3 separate regions of the Sus scrofa genome follow, and regions 2 and 3 are each linked to region 1. A link is a contact called in public Hi-C and HiChIP or PLAC-seq data. All regions are on one chromosome and are shown on one strand. The core of a region is the stretch at or near the end of the contact, and the rest is flanking DNA. Distances in the headings are between cores, read along the strand shown. Region 1 has its middle 40 kb from the start of PSMG1. Region 2 has its middle 43 kb from the start of ETS2. Region 3 has its middle 63 kb from the start of ETS2.

Region 1 (3,236 bases), core at 306-2,805:
AGAACAGAGCGGCTCCCGTGGCCGACAAAGGAAGTATTAAAAGCTGCACATAAGCCCCGGGAAAACATGTACTCTTATTCCCTGACTCATTGTCCTTTTTAATACAGGCTGGATATATTTACATTACAACACTGTTCTGCTGAATTCGACTTAGAATTTTTTTTATTCTAAAACTTGAGCTAGAACGTCCATTTCTCGTTCATTATTTTTCAATATTTTCACGGCTGCACCCGAGGCATATAGAAAGTCTTTGGCCAGGGATTGGCTCCAAGCCACAGCTGCATCAATGCCGGATCCTTTTAACCCACTGCCCCGGGCCGGGGAGTAGAACCTGCGCCTTTGCCATGACCCAGGCCCCTGCAGTTGCCTTCTTAAGCCTCTGCACCTCAGTGGGAACTCCTAGAACGTCCATTTCTTTAAAGGCAGGCTCCACACTTGGGCATTTAAGGCAGTATTTTTCAACCTCATCTATTGACGTTTTGGCCCATGAGCCTTCTGGGTGGGGGTGGGGGGTAGGGGATGACGGCGCCTTGGCCAGCGTTCCTGGCCCGGGCTTCTAGATGCCAGCAGGCACCTCCTCCCCAGTGTGCCTGGGGACAACGGAGAATGTCTCCAGACATTGCCCAGTGTCCCTGGGGGCCAAGCCATCCCTGGTGGAGACCTGCTACTAGAGAGAGGTTGGAGAGAGGGCAGATGGAGGGGCCGGCCACACCCGTGACACCACTGCACCTGGACTTTCCCGCACGGGGAGACGGCCCGGTGAGGGGGCTGAGGTCCTCTGGGCCCTTATTTCATCCACCTGGGTGGGGGGCAGCGGGTCCGTGTACCCACGTTTGTGTTGGGTGTACACTGGGGGTCGGACTGAGGTGCCGAGTGTTGCCTGTGCTCAGCTGCCATAGATGAGCGCCCGTTTCTCCCAGTCGTGAACCAGTTTGTGCCCACTGCAGGGGTCCACAGCCTCACCAATGCTTGGTATTCCTCACATGGGCATTTGGGCAGCTGTGTGGGATTTTAGGTTGCACTTTCTCTTTCTTTCTTCTTTTCTTTGTCTTTTTTTTTAGGGCTGCACCCACGGTATATGGAAGTACCCAGGCTAGTGGGGGAATCAGAGCTGCAGCTGCCAGCCTACACCACAGCCACAGCAACGCAGGATCCAAGCCACGTCTGCAACCTCAAGGCAACGCTGGATCTTTAACTGACTGAGGGAGGCCAGCGATTGAACCTGCATCCTCGTGGAAACTAGTTGGGTTTGTAACCTGCTGAGCCACAATGGGAAGTCCTGGGTTACATTTTTTGATGACTAAGGACCTTTGGCATTTTTCCGAATGTTTTACTTAATTGGAAAAAAATTAAATACGCGCGCGCGCGCGCGTGTGTGTGTGTATGTGAGAAGAGGGAGTGGAATACATAGAAGGGTGGAACCACAAAACCCCAGGGCCGGCCCCAGCCCGAGTCCTCAGCAACGTGGCGCCTTTCTTGGGCTTCTCAGGCCCCCACCCTTCACGATGCCAGGAGCTGGGGTCGCCTTTCTGTCGCCAAGCTGGGAAACAGTGCAGCAGAAAGCCTCTAGATGGCGCTGAATCCCGGAGGTTTAGATGTCAAGGCCCTTTCTATAGGGTCCAAGGCAGCATCCCGACCCGACTTTGACCTGCTTTGCAAGCTGAGCCCTGCCTGGCACCTGGGTTCAGAGATGCTGTGGGAGGTGTGCACGCACACGTGTCTGTGTGTGTGTGTTTCCTGTGTGTGTGTAGGGTGTGTGCGTGGGGTGCGTGTGGTGTGTGTGTGTGTGTGTGTGTGCCGTGGGTGTTGGGGAGGGTGTGTATGCTGTGTTGTGTGTGCTGTGTGTGTGTGTGTGTGTGGGGGGTGCTGGGGTTGGGGGGAAGGGGAGGGCATCCCGTATTCCAGAAGGAGAGTGGGTTCTTGCTGGGTCAGGAAGTGGTGCCAGAATCTCTTAGGAGACAGTTCCCCCGAAGGACACAGGTACGCAAATGACTTCAAGTTCAAAACTCAAAAGGCACAAAGAGACTCAGAGTAAAGCAAGCGTCCCTTCCACTCTGTCCCCAGCCTCTGCTTGTCCCTCTTCTGCAGTGGAAATAAACACAGTGAAACAAAGGTATGTAACGTGTGTGTCTGTGCGCCCGCGGGGGTCTTGCCTGGAACCCCAGGAGCATCTCTTGCCGCCTGGGCGCCCGCTGGGTCTGCAGCCCTCACCCGGCGGATGGTTTCCTGCCGCCACGAGGGGTGGGGAGGCTCTAGCCGCTGAGGTTCCCCCCACACATAGGCACACACGTTGCTTTCCTTCGAGTTCCTTCCAAGGTTGGCTATTTACAGATGTGGGCGTGGTCCCTCCAAAAGGGCCTCCCCTTCCCTTTGAAAATGGAAATCGCGCTTCTTAGCATTGTTCCTTTTGCCTTGGCGGATGCTTTCTCAAATGGAAAAATACCATAAATATACTCAGGAAAAAAGTCATATCTTGCTCCCCAATTATTTGAGGGACAAAAGGTCAGATTTCTTAAATTGGAGTCTGCAGTTTCACCTTTTCCCGCCTCAGTCGTTTCCCAGGCGGGCAGGTGCTGGGACCTGCGCGGGCCACCCCGACCAGCCTGGGTCTAGACTCCCAGCTGCGGGTGCCCGGCTGCCTCCAGCTGGACGCGCTCTCCTGGAACACAGATCTGAGCGTGTGCATGTGCAGGTGTATGTGAGAGAGGTCTGGTTCCTTTTTGGGGGGTAATTTTGGGGAAAGCAATCATTACCAGTTAGGGTGGAAAATAAGCTCCCTTTCTTCTTGACGGTGAGACTGAGGGATGCTGGCTGAACCCTCCGTGTCTTTCTTAGATGTTCAGCGCCACTTTGGCTGTGCGTGTGGGCGAGTCTTCTAGTTCTCTGATGACTTTAATTTTGGCAGATGGGCTGGGGTGCACGGAGAAATGTCCACGTGTGCTCCATGTGCCAGAAACGAGTTGGCTCTGTTTCCTTAAATTGGAATACCTGAGCGTGTTCAAAGATGGTTCTTTGCATCCACAGTGAGACCTGTGCCAGGGCTGGGGTGGGGCTTGCACCCCAGACCTCCTCCAGCGGGACCAGTGGCCCCTGGTGGCCTCTTGGGGTGTGACTTTTGAGTATAGTACTGATGATATGGGATCTGAGGCTCTCCCCTGCCCTTCAAACCCAGTGCTGGCATCAAAGCAAGGGGTGAACCGCTTCTGGGGGAGGGTCTGCCGAGCTGGGAGAGGGGC
Region 2 (3,575 bases), core at 906-3,405, 310 kb after region 1:
CAGGGAGCTTCATGGCCAAGCCTACAGGTACCTCCCAGGCCTTGTGCCCACTTTCTATCGGCCAGAACCTAGTGAAATGGACTATGAACCCCCTGCCTTGTCCATCTCTGCTACAGAAACATCCCCATGTACCAAGCATCACCCGTGCCTTCATCTGAATGTTTGATTAATACATTTTTGTCCCAATTCTCTCAGAGGTCTTGGGGCAAGGAGACTGAACCTTCGGGTCACTGACCGGTGATGGCATTATCCCGACAGAATAGAGTTGCTTCTGGAACTCCTGAGAGCGTGTACAGACCAGGCATCCAGTCCAGTGGTGATTTCCTGTAAATGATAAGGTAAGAGGCATCCTACAGTGATTTGCAATTGGGGATTTTGCTTTGACTTCCTCCCTTCCTTCCTCCTTCCCTCCCTCTTTCTTTCTTTCTTTCTTTTTTTTTTTTTTTTTTTTTTTTGGTCATTTTAGGGCCACACCTGCAGCATATGGAAGTTCCCAGGCTCGGGGTTGAATCAGAGTTGCAGCTGCCGGCCTGAACCACAGCCACAGCAACGCCAGATCCATGCCTCTTTTGTGATCCACACTACAGCTCACAGCAATGCCAGATCCTTAACCCACTGAGCGAGGCCAGGGATTGAACTCCCATCCTCATGGATACTAGTCAAGTTCTTAACTCTCTGAGCCACAACAGGAACTCCATATGGTTTGAGATAGAACCACATTCCAAGTCATTTGGCTTCACGAAAAAAAGAAAGGAAAGTGGGGTTTTTCTACCTTCAGCCTCAGCCAGCATGTGTGTGCACACCTGTGGGGGGGGTCAGCAAGCCTGCCATACCCTTGAGGCCAAGGGCACCAGCCCTCGCTCCCGTGTGCATTGGCTGGACAGGGAGGGGATTGCCCAAGACCAGCCCTGGGTGGCTTTCCAGCCTGTGCCATTCCCCAGCTCCGGAACCCCTGCCCCCGCCCTCAGCCCTCTCCAAAGCAGCTACTTTCCTTCTGGGGAAATTTCCCTGCAAGGACCATGATCTTTGCCGTCCTCCTGGAAGGAAGGGGACCTGCTTTGCAGTGGCTGGTAGAATTTTTTTACCATATCAAGGGTAGTGTGGTCAAAATCCATACTTGTCTTCGTCTCTTCAAATTAGTTTTAAGTTTTGCACAGCATCACTCACATTCGGCAAGGGAATGCATGTGAAAATGCCTCCTAGCACAGTGCCTGACATGCAAAAAAATGTGGATTGCTCTATTTATAAATGACCTTTCTGTCTGGCTCTAGTTTTCTTAATAATCTCACTGAGAGTGTTTTGCCTTCCCCCGCCCCCGCCCGACACCCCGCAAAGCATATTCGTCTAGCAACATTTTTTTTTTAATGGCCACACCTATGGCATATGGAAGTTCCCAGGCCAGGGACTGAATCCCAGCACCAGCTGTGACCTAGGCTGCAGCTGCAGCAAAGCTGGATCCTTTAACCCACTGCGCCAGGTGGGGGATCAAACCCGCACCGCCACAGCAAACTGAGCTGCTGCAGTTGGAGTCTTTTCTTTTTCTCCTATGTTTTGGGTTTTATCTTTTGTTGTTTTATTAATCCAAGGCGCCACATCGGGAACTCCCGTTCAGCAACTTTCCCATCTCGGGTTCTTGAACCTAGAAAATGAGACACAGGCTGGTTGCCGGTGAGGACCGCAGTCCACTGGCTCCTCTCACTCCAGAATCTTGCTGACTTCTAGCTGCTTCTCCCACTGACGTCAGCACAACCGACCCCCAAATGCCAGTGACTTATTTCCCAACGCCTCCCCCTTAGTGCTCCCTGAAATCATATTCCGAGGCAGTCTGAGTACAGAAGTCTTCTGGAATGTTCTTTGGATAAATCAATGAATACCATGAGAGTGTGTGAGTAAGAGAATATATCACAACAAAAGCCAGTGGATGCTCTTTCTCAACTGGGGGGGGGGCGGGGGGGCTGCTCCGGGGCACAACTGTCATTGTGTTGGGAAACAAAACAAAATATCCTCTCTTCCACCCCCTCCCTGTCATATCCCAGTGAAAATTCACCCATGGGGGGGTGCGCAGGGGGGAATGGACGCCAAGATGTCTTTGAACTTAACTGTTTTATGTGTTTTCTTAACATTTTGCTCTGGGACATCTGTCTTGGCTTAAAAGCACATCTATTTATATCAACAACCGTTTACCCGGAGTCCTTGGAGACTGATTCACACAGATGTTGCACGCTGTGGGTTTCTAATAAAATTCACTTGGAAAAAATGTGGCATTCATCTCTCTTCCCCTCCTCCCCCCAGTCGATTTAAATCTTAGAAATGTGCGGAGTTCTCTTCGAGGCTCAGCAGTAGAAAAAACTCCACTAGTATCCATGAGGAGGCATGTTCAATCCCTGGCCTCGCTCAGTGGGTTAAGGATCCGGCATGGCTTTGGGGGTGGGTTACAGATGTGGCTCAGACCCTGCATTGCTGTGGCTGTGGCATGGGCTGGCAGCTACAGCTCCTATTCAACCCCTAGCCTGAGAACTTCCATATGCCACACATGCGGCCCTAAAAAGCGGAAATACATAAATCTTGGAAATTCGAAAACCTTAGGTTTCTGTGTACGCAACACACATCCTTTTGGCTTTTATAACACGTGACTCAGTCCTGTAGTGATGGGTGGAATGATGAGTCATTTTCATCCTATGAAGCCTGGAAAACAGTGCTCTTGGAGGACCTGGCTTGCTTAGAAGACCAGTGATGGGATTACTCATCCAAACAGAGACCAGCCCCCAGGCTGGAGGCTGGGAGCTGTACTCCGGGTGATGTTTATTCAACCACTGCCTTGGCACCCACCACGGTGGAAGTGGGTAGGGAAAGCTGAAGGTGGCATTACAGAGTACACTCTTGCCAGCGAGCAGACCCTGATGGAGAGCTGGAGGAGGAGAGAAACGAGGGTGAAACGAGACTCGTCGACCTTGGAAAGCCATGGGCTCGTAGTGCGATTTCTTATGCACAGCAGACTCTTTGAGTCCACTCTCCTCGGGTCCCACTGACTCCAGGTGGGAGAGTTCTCTGCTTTCAGGGCCCCCAGCAGGTCTGTACTGCCTTTCGCACACAGCAGATTCAGTTCTATTCAACACGTGTTGGTCTGGGATTTGTGCCCAAAGCCAGATCTTTTTTTCGTTTTTTTTTTTTTTTTTTTTCTTTTTTTTTTTCTTTTTAGGGCTACAGTCTCCGCATATGGAGGTTCCCAGGCTAGGGGTCGAATCAGAGCTATAGCTGCCAGCCACAGCCACAGCCACAGCAACGCCAGATCCGAGCCACATCTGCTACCTACACCAAAGCATAAGGCAACGCCAGATCCTTGACCCACTAAGCAAGGCCAGGGATCCAACCCACAACCTCATGGTTCCTAGTCGGATTTGTTTGTGCTGCGCCACAACGCCACAACGGGAACTCCCAAAGCGAGGTCTTACCGATAGAAGGTAATTTGTGAAGCCACGTTTTCCTTATTCCTTGAAATGGCACATGTACGTGTATACAGACAAGGGCCTTTTTCTCTTGGAAAATACTGTCTCCTGAATCAAGCCACTTAAAGT
Region 3 (3,544 bases), core at 237-2,736, 330 kb after region 1:
TACATGTATGTGTAACTTGGTCCCCATGCTGTACAGCAGAAAAACAAACAAATACACCAAAAAATAATAAATAAATAAATAAATAAATAAATAAAAATTTACTCAGGTCTGTTGGAACAATATATCCCAGCTCATAGTTTAAGGTCAAGAGAGAAACTTGATTTCGCTTTTTTCTAGCGCGATTCTTTTTCTCATGTAATACTATAGGACTTTTATCTGCCTATGTTTTCTACAGGCCTCTCGTCCCATCTCTTTGTAGATTACCCAAATATTTAAAAAAGATATTATGTTTGAGGTTACTGGAAAAAATCAATAACTTTATTCATGTAATAGTCTTTGCATCTTTGAACGTTGAGCTAATGAAAACAAATTATTTTATACAATTAAAAAAAAAGAAAGAAAGATACCATGAAAGCGCCACCTGACAGTAATACGAGCTGTAGGGAAAGCAGCATAACGCCTGTAAATACGGATAAAAGGGTTAAAGATCAGATCCTAAGGAACAGAGTGGCAGAAGATGGGCAGGAGGTAGGGGAACGTTGCAGAATGCTCATGTTTCTGGACACTTGGGGAAACCCATTTTCAGACTAGCTCCCAACTCAGAAGTGTCTTTTTTAAGCCAAAAGCGTGGATTGGAGAACCTTCCTCTTGCTATTGAATTCTAACAAAGACTAGGCTCAGGATTTCTCTATCCAAAGACAAGCCCTTTCTCTTACTCTAAGCCTGTATGGAAAAGAGCAAACTTTCACGAATATCAATTAATAAAGTCTTTGGAGTGAATTATGAGCAATTACATTAGCATAATCTAGACAAATCTGTAAACCTTTAAGTAGAAAGGTAAGCAATACCATGCAGAAAAGCATAGGACCAGAAGGATCTAGGGAAAGCCAAAAAAAAAAAAAAAAAAGCCAAAGATAGTGGGGAAAAAAGATCTCTATAACCTGGAAAAAGCAGAATCTGGGTTGGATCAATGTTAGTCTCATAATCTCACTAGCAAAGACTTCCTGTGAGTCCCTTAGAAAGCAGGGCCTGTAAGGGTCCATCTCAATCCAACAACACAATTTTACAGTTATCGTAGCTGCTTATCCTCAAGTTGATGCACAGGAAAATGTACGTAACTCTTCAGAACATAGAGTCTATCATCAACACATTATTGTGCCACTAAAACAAGCAGTCCCCCCCCCAACACACACGCATGGGGTTAAGTTTAGAAGACTAATAGTATGTCGTAATGCTTGGCTAGTTTAATTCCAGATAGCAAGAAATCCTGAAAGCAATTTTTAAAAAATCTTCTTGAGAGCATCAAAAAGCCAACAAAATAGTCAGGGCTTACCAGGCTGGGGTGCAGGGGAGGATGAAATCCCAAGATGGTAGCCTGGGTCTCAGGCTGCCTTTTTTTTTTTTTTTTCTGATTCTTGCAATGGCATCAGAAAGGCAGAGAGGCTGAGCCTCATGGGGATGAAATTATGGAAGCCAGGGTTTGGCAAGAGAGGAAAGGAAGTACTAAAATTAAGAAGGAATGAGTCACATGTCTGTATAATAAACACTTAATAGAATAAATTAACAAAGTCAAAGTTCTTTAGAAAAAATTATGAAATTGATAAATCTCTGGCAAGACAGATTAAGGGGAAAGAAAATGCAGAAGAGAAAATACCAGTTCTAAGAATTAGAAAGGCATTAGCACTACAATGTACAGTATAGTAAATGGATATAATGGCTAACTTTCCTGCAAAAAATTTAAAAATTAAGGTAATAATATAGACAAATTCAGAGTTCCCATTGTGGCTCAGAAGGTTAAGAATCCGACTAGTATCCATGAGGATGTGGGTTTGATCCCTGGTCTCACTCAGTGGGTTAAGGATGTGGCGTTGCTGCGAGCTGTGGTGTAAGTTGCAGATGTGGCTCGGGTCCCGAGCTGCTGTGGTTGTGGGGTGGGCTGGCAGCTGCAGCTCCTATTTGAACTCTAGCCTCGGAACTTCCATATGCTTCAGGTGGGGGCCTCTAAAAAGAAAAAAAAAAATGACAAATCCCTGGAAAATACAATCTACCAAAATAGCATTTAAAATAAGAAAAGGAGGTCCTGTCATGGCTCAGTGGTAATGAATCCAACTAGTATCCATGAGGGCGTGGGTTCGATCCCTGGCCTTGCTCAGTGGGTTTAGGGTCCGGCGTTGCTGTGAGCTGTGGTGTAGTTTGCAGCTGTGGCATAGGTTGCAGATGTGGCGTAGGCTGTGGCTGTGGTGTAGGCTGGCGGCTATAGCTCTGATTCGACCCCTAACCTGGGAACTTCCATATGCCACAGGTGCGGCCCTAAAAAAAAGACAAAAAAATTAAAAAAAATAAAAGTAAAAGAAGAAACGTCAAATAGTCTAACAACTATTAAAATAATTGAATCCAGAATTTAATGCTGGCTACCTATCCCCTGCTCCACCAAACACACACACACATACAAATCCTTAGGATCAAAGGGCTTCACTGGAATCTAAAAAATATTTAAGAAAGGAATATCCCTAAAATTACAAAAACTCTTCCAAAAAGTAGAAAAAAACAAAACCATTTCTCAACCATTCACAAGAGCAGAAAACCTGACAAAGACATTACAGGAAAGAAAAATTACAGGCCAACCTCATGACTGCAATATAGATGCAAAAATCCAAAACCAAATCTTAACGAGTCAAATTCAATAATATAAAAATAAGATAGTACATGATGACCAAGTTGGGTTTAATAAAGGAATATAAGATGGGAAAGAAACACTTGAAAAAAACTTCATTGTAAATTTACCACATAAACAAAATAAAGGAGAAAATAATAAGATCTCAGTAGATGCAGGGAAAGCATTTTATAGAATCCAACATCCATTCATGAGAACAAATCTTAACCTACCAGGAATAGATAGGAACTTCCTTAATTTGTCCATTGATATCTATAGGAAACCTATAAAGAAATCTCATGTTATGTTACGGCATTGAAAGCTTTACCTTGAAAGCATCAACAAGGCAATCTGCTATTACTACTTCTATTCTCCACTCACTGGAGGTCGTAGCCTGTGCAGTAAGACAAGAAAAAGAAACACAAGACAAAAGGTTAGTAAGGGAATAAATCAAATGGTCACTATTCCCAAATAATATAATTATCCACATAGAGAATCAAAAAATGAATTAGAATTTAGACATATCGTTAGCAACACTGCCTGATATGAAGTATATATATAAAACTCAAGTTACCCAGTTGAAAAATGAACACGATTTGAAGCTGCTTGTGCAGAAAGGATATTCAAATGTCCAGTAAATATAGAAAAAGATGCTCAAGTTCATTAGTTTTTTTTTTTTTGTTTTTTTTTGTTTTGTTTTTTTGTCTTTTTAAGGCCATGCAGCATACAGAGGTTCCCAGGCCAAGGGTCCAATCAGAGCTGTAGCTGCCAGCCTACACCACAGCCACAGCAACGCCAGATCCAAGGTGTATCTGCAACCTATACCACAGCTCCTGGCAACACCAGATCCTTAACCCACCGAGGGAGGCCAGGGATGGAACCTGCATCCTC

Evidence for each region. A called contact is a pair of places that touch in the nucleus more often than the background predicts. HiChIP or PLAC-seq counts read pairs in DNA pulled down with a chosen protein or histone mark.
Region 2: a contact with region 1 is called in a Hi-C map of embryonic fibroblasts, with 3 times the contacts expected there. The contact joins two enhancer-like sites. A contact is called at or near these places in 1 of 47 Hi-C or Micro-C datasets (embryonic fibroblasts) and 1 of 2 datasets of contacts at active chromatin or transcription factors (alveolar macrophages).
Region 3: a contact with region 1 is called in an H3K27ac HiChIP or PLAC-seq map of alveolar macrophages. The contact joins two enhancer-like sites. A contact is called at or near these places in 1 of 47 Hi-C or Micro-C datasets (epiblast stem cells) and 1 of 2 datasets of contacts at active chromatin or transcription factors (alveolar macrophages).

Annotation. Positions count from the first base shown.
Region 1 is chr13:202,733,695-202,736,930 of Sscrofa11.1, reverse strand. No RefSeq gene overlaps it. Among named protein-coding and RNA genes, the nearest start is that of PSMG1, 40 kb to the left of the region's middle. Within about 2 kb of position 1,555, at least 24 of the 83 cell types and tissues checked have an H3K27ac peak or open chromatin away from gene starts, as enhancers often do. A contact at or near this core is called in alveolar macrophages and embryonic fibroblasts, where this site is marked.
Region 2 is chr13:202,419,536-202,423,110 of Sscrofa11.1, reverse strand. No RefSeq gene overlaps it. Among named protein-coding and RNA genes, the nearest start is that of ETS2, 43 kb to the left of the region's middle. Within about 2 kb of position 2,155, at least 16 of the 83 cell types and tissues checked have an H3K27ac peak or open chromatin away from gene starts, as enhancers often do. A contact at or near this core is called in embryonic fibroblasts, where this site is marked.
Region 3 is chr13:202,399,108-202,402,651 of Sscrofa11.1, reverse strand. No RefSeq gene overlaps it. Among named protein-coding and RNA genes, the nearest start is that of ETS2, 63 kb to the left of the region's middle. Within about 2 kb of position 1,486, at least 1 of the 83 cell types and tissues checked has an H3K27ac peak or open chromatin away from gene starts, as enhancers often do. A contact at or near this core is called in alveolar macrophages, where this site is marked.